2 separate regions of the Callithrix jacchus genome follow, and region 2 is linked to region 1. A link is a contact called in public Hi-C data. All regions are on one chromosome and are shown on one strand. Each heading gives the region's core, a stretch centred on a gene start, on an enhancer-like site or on the middle of the called end of the contact. The rest is flanking DNA. Distances are from core to core; before and after follow the strand shown. Region 1 holds the start of CEP20 (centrosomal protein 20). Region 2 overlaps ABCC1 (ATP binding cassette subfamily C member 1 (ABCC1 blood group)).

Region 1 (2,831 bases), core at 73-2,572:
CCTGCACCCCAAATACACACTTTTATACTTGCCTCCTCTCTAAAATCTCTAAGAATTGCTGGTTTAAACCCTGACTTCCCTGCAAACTGGAACTGTTTTTATTCACTGGACAGCAGTATGGCTCAGTGTTTAAGGCCGGACACACCAGTGCATCACAACTAGGTTCCCATGCTCTGTCTCTTTCCAGCAAAATCACTTTGGGCTATTTCACCTCTCAGCACCTCAGTTTCCCAATCTATGAAATGGGCATAGGGTTGTTACATGGAAACAATTAGGTAACACAAGGGCTGAGTAGTGCCTGACACATGAGGCTCAATTGTAACTATTATTACTATTTCTTGTCTGGACATCTGCTTCAAAGTAAAGTGTACATATGTCATTGGTGAATCGCACTTAAGTAGCTTAGAATATCTTTTCCTGAAAAGACAGGAGAATCGCCAGGCCAGCAAACTTTTTGCCTTTAGTTTCTCCCGATGAAAAAGGGGCCAGATGCTCACGCCTGTAATCCCAGCACTTTGAGGGGTCCAAGGCGGGAGGATCGCTTGGGACCAGGAGTTCAAGACCAGCCTGGGCAACACAGCAAGACCCCGTGTCTGCAAAAAACAGAAAAATTAGCTGGGCAAGGTGAGGAGCGCCTGTATTCCCACTTGCTCCGGAAGCTGAAATGACAGGATAGTTGGAATCATGGAGTTCGAGGCTGCAGTGAGCTGTGATCGCGCCACTGCACTCCAACCTGGGTGGCAGAAAGAGACTCTCTCTTCGGGAAAAAAAAAAAAGAAAGAAAAGAAAAGGCGGGGAAGGGAGGGCTACTTAACAGGTTGTTGTAAGTATCCAACAAAATCCTTACAATTTGCCCCAAGCAAATTGTTTAGGGCAGTGCCTAACCCAATAGGAGTTGTGGGAATTGTAGTCATTAACTCTGAGTGCCAAGCCTGGTCCAAGCCCTCCAGCCCCCGGCAGGTTACAAGAAGATGCGCCAGGGGCCCAACATGCAGCCCTGTAGGCTTCTTAGACGCCTGCAGATTATGCGACTCCTGCTTTGCCTCCAAACTGGCTTAAAACTCGCCAGCGGACAACCACTTCCCTCTGAGAACTCCCCGAGCAGGGACCAAAACAGCAGCCGGCCGCTCCCCAAAGGCCCTCACAACGAAGAATGACCACGGAAAAAGCCAACCCTTGTGTTCCGCGCGCTCCCCTCCCGTCCCATCCTTTCCACAAAATGAAGGCTCGACGCTACCCAGGCGGAGGCCTCCTTGCTGGCACTCACCAGCCTTCAACTCTGCGACAGTCGCCATTTTTCAACGGCCGCCAGGGGCGCGCCTCGGCCCTGCGCACGCGCAGCTCCGCCCCACTCGCTCCGCGGCGAGGTCTGTAGCCAATAGGCCCACAGCTATGGCCCCGCCTAGTTCCGCTTCTCTCAGTTTATGCTCTCCGCGGTTGGGTGGGTGGTAAACGTCAACCAGAGACTCCACCAATCAGCGAGCGCTCTCGGAGTGCCCTGTGAGTGAAAAAGGAGGGAAGTCCGGGAGTGAGGCAGTTGCGAGCCTTTAGCTGTGGGTGCTGCTGGTACCTTAGTACTTTAAGTGTAGCCAGATGAGCTTTGCTTTGTCTCTGCAGCCTCAAGTACTAACTGCTAATAGTTACCACCTATTAAACCTGCGGTTCTCAAACTCGAGCATGAATCCGCATCACCTGGAAAACTTGTTTAACCAGATTGCTTGCTGGGTCCCCCCACCCCCCTAGAATTTCTGATTCTGTAAATCTGGGGTGAGGCCCTAGAATTTGCATCTCTATAAAGTTCCCAGGTGGTACTGGTGCTGCGGGTCTGGGGATCACATCTGGAGAACCACAGTATTAAGCACTTACTATGACGCCTTGGCGCATTATTTCCTTGTGATCAGGTCCTTTTTACAGAGAAGGAAACTGAGTCCTCCATAGCTGAAGAGACTTAGCGAAGATCACGGGTCTGTTCTCTTCCACTTGCACTTACACAGTGCACGTAAGGAGTCCAGGAGCTTTTTGTGGAACTAACTGATGAAGGAAGAAGCTCTAACTTCCCATGGAAATAAAAAAAAAGGAACACGGGAATAATGTGCCCTAAACTGAGTGTGAGGTTGCATGATTCCAGTTGTATAGCCAGGAAGATCCAAACACTTGGCTAAATAAGAAGCATCAATTAGGAGTACACCTAAGAGCGGCCGGGCACGGTGGCTCACACCTGGAATCCCAGCACTTTGGGATGCCGAGGCGGCAGGCTGAGGTAAGGAGGTCGAGACCAGCCTGGCCAGCCTGGTGAAACCACATCTCTACTAAAAATAACAACAATAATAATAATAAATTAGCAGGGTGTGATAGCAGGTGCCTGTAATCCCAGCTACTCGGGAGGCTGAGGCACAAGAACAGCTTGAACCTGAGAGGCAGAGGTTGCAGTGAGCTGAGAACACCCCCCTGCACTCCAGCCTGTGTGACAGAGTGAGACTCTGTCTTACAAAAAAAAAGTACACCTAAGAGCAAGGAAACCTCTTTCCCAGGAACCTCCATCATACTTTTGGTTCCATGCCTATTGCTTTTAAAAATTGATATATTGACCGGGTGCAGTGGCTCATCCCTGTAATCCCAGCACTCTGGGAGGCCAAGGAGGGAGGATTGTTTGAGATCAGCTTGGGCGATGCAAGATCCCATCTCTCCAAAATAAATACAAAAAATTAGCTGGGCATGGAAGTGCATGCCTGTAGGCCCAGTTACTCAAGAGGCCAAAGAGGGAGGATTGCTTGAGCTCAGTAGACCAACCCGGGCAACATGAGACCCATTGCTCCAAAATAAATACAAAA
Region 2 (2,700 bases), core at 126-2,625, 120 kb after region 1:
CCTATTTGTGGTCTCTCTGTGTGGCCCACATTTCTCACAGCATGGAGGCTTGTCTGTAAGCATGAATGCCCTAAGAGGCAGAGTTGGGTAGAAGCGGTGTCATCTTTTATTACTTAGTCCCAGAAGTCACCATGCCACTCCCACCATGCCCTGTGGGTTGAGGCAGTCACAAAAGTCAGCCCAGGCCTAAAGGGAAGGGTCACATACCCTACTTCTGAATGGGTGAATGGCCATGTCTCATTGTAAGAAGAGCCTTTGGGGTACAGTTCCTGTTCTGGCTCTCATTGGAACATACAGTCTGCTGTGTGTCCTTGGCAAGCTTTTGGTTAGCTAGGTGTGGAGGTGGTACATGCCTAAAGTCCCAGCTACTTGGAAGGCTGAGGTGGGAGGATCACCTGAGCACAGGAGTTTGAGGCTGCAGTCAGCTGTGATTGCATCACTGCACTCTAGCCTGGGCAACAGAGCAAGATCCTGTTTCAAAAAAAAAAAAGAAAAAAAGGAAGCTTGTGGGTTAGCTTGGGAACTGCCCAAGTAAGCAGTCAAATAACCACATAACCAGCTGGGCACGGTGGCTTGTGCCTGTAATCCTAACACTTTGGGAGGCTGAGGTGGGTGTGTAACTTGAGGCCAGGAGTTTGAGATCAGCCTGGCCAACAAAGTGAAACCTCGTCTCTACCAAAACTACAAAAATGAGCTGGGCATGATGGTGGGTGCCTGTAATCCCAGATGCTCAGGGGGCCGAGGCAGGAGAATCAACTGAACCAGGGAGGTGGAGGTTGTAGTGAGCTGAGATTGTGCCCCTACGCTCCAGCCTGGGCGACAGAATGAGACCCTGTTTCAAAACCAACCAACCGACCAACCAACCAACCATGTTACTGCCTAGCAACATAACCTAGCAATTGAGATGGGGGCAAAGAAAGGTAGGAACCAGGTCCCGTGAGAATCAGCTAGACTCGTTGGTGCTCTTGGGTCGGTGCTCTTTCTTTGTGGACCTCAGCAGCTCCTCCTTGTAAATGGGTTGCATCTCCATTTGATGTTGGCTGCACCTCCTCTCCCCGCCCCAGAACGGAGCCCTGTGATGTGGGGAGGAGGACAGTGAGACACCCTCTTTGCTTGTCTTTGCATCACTCTCAGAGATGAAATCACAGTGGAGCTGGGAAGATGAGGAGAGTCAGGCTTGCTGCCCTCCCGTCCTCAGAGCATCAGAGGCCATCCATCACCTGTTGCCTGTCCTCAGAGTGATCAGCCAAAGCCCAGGGTGGCTGGGGTCAGGCAGGGCCAGGGTGGGAGCTGCGGGGCTGGCTCTTCCAGGCCACCTCGTGCTGAGTCACTGAGTCAGCCAATCCTCCCAGCTGGCCCTGCTCCCACTCTGTGACTCAGATGTCTATTCTGGCCTTGGCTGCTCGGTGGGGCTCCTCCCATCTGTCCTCCTGGCTTGTGGGAGCCTGGGCAGGGCTAGCCCATGCTCCCAAGGGCTCCTGCCTGGCCCCAGTCTCCTGCCCTTTATCTCATTGGTACTGAGTCTTTGGTTTAGGGTTGGGGAAGGAGGGTCCCGCAGATAAGGGATCAAGACCAAAGGAGATCTTTAGTAGGTCCCAACTGAAAGTTGGGGTGGTCCTTGGACCAGTTGCAACAGCTTGATATCTCGAAGAAGCTTGCTAGAAATGCTGGGTCTCAGGCCCCATCCCAGACCTCCCGAGTCAGAATGTCATTTTAGCAAGATCTCTGGGTGGTTCAGGGTTGCAGATCACTGGTTTGGAACATTCAGTGAAAACAACTCAGCTCATTTGCAGTAAGAGGTGTTTTTAGTCCTTGTCTGTATAAATACTTTCAAACGTATAGAAAAGTTGAAAGAATTCTACAGTGAGCAGTCATATACTTGGTACCTAGAACCACAGCTAACATTTTGCTAAGCTTGCTTTGTCACCTGTCTGCCTAAGCAGATAGCTAATCAGCCAGCCAGCAAGCTACTTCTGTTGAGTTTGTTGCTTTTGAGACAGGGTCTCACTCTGTCTTGCAGGCTGGAGTGCAGTGGTGCAGTCATGGTTCACTGCAGCCTCCAACTTTTGGGCTCAAATGGTCCTCCTGCTTCTGCCTCTCAAGTAGCTTGGGCACTATAGGTGCACGCCACTGTGTTTGGCTAATTTTTAAAAAATTTTTTTTTTGAGACGGAGTTTTTGCTCTTGTTGCCCAGGCTGGAGTGCAATGGTGCGATCTTGACTCACTGCAACTTCCACCTCCCGGGTTCAGGCAATTCACCTGCCTCAGCCTCCCGAGTATCTGGGATTACAGGCACGTGCCACCACACCTGACTAATTCTGTATTTTTAGGAGAGACGGCTTTTTGTCTTGTTGGTCAGCCTGGTCTTGAACTCCTGACCTCAGGTGATCCACCCACCTCAGCCTCCCAAAGTGCTGGAATTACACTCATGAGCCACCATGCTAGGCCAATTTTTAAATTTTTTATAGGCATGATGTCTTGCTATGTTGCCCAGTCTGATCTTGAACTCCTGGTCTGAAGCAGTCCTCCTGCCTCAGCCTCTCAAAGTACTGGAATTACAGGCCTGAGCCACTGAACCTAGTTTTTTTTTGGTCTCTGAAATTGATTTCAAAATGCATTAGTATGCTTTCATGCAACCACTTCCAAGCAAATCATTAGCTAGAGCTCAGTATTTGTTTTTACAGTTCTGAGTTTTTCCTT

What was found. A called contact is a pair of places that touch in the nucleus more often than the background predicts.
Region 2: a Hi-C map of skeletal muscle shows a contact between it and region 1, with 4 times the contacts expected there. The contact joins the enhancer-like site here to the promoter of CEP20 in region 1. A contact is called at or near these places in 2 of 3 Hi-C or Micro-C datasets (induced pluripotent stem cells and skeletal muscle).

Annotation. Positions count from the first base shown.
Region 1 is chr12:13,816,088-13,818,918 of calJac240_pri, forward strand. It overlaps CEP20 (centrosomal protein 20), which reads right to left and starts at 1,323. Exons shown (of 4, transcript XM_054242599.2): 1 at 1,268-1,323. The coding sequence starts at 1,295.
Region 2 is chr12:13,933,331-13,936,030 of calJac240_pri, forward strand. All of the region lies in intron 5 of ABCC1 (ATP binding cassette subfamily C member 1 (ABCC1 blood group)), which reads left to right. Among named protein-coding and RNA genes, the nearest start is that of ABCC1, 73 kb to the left of the region's middle. Within about 2 kb of position 1,376, at least 8 of the 16 cell types and tissues checked have an H3K27ac peak or open chromatin away from gene starts, as enhancers often do. A contact at or near this core is called in skeletal muscle, where this site is marked.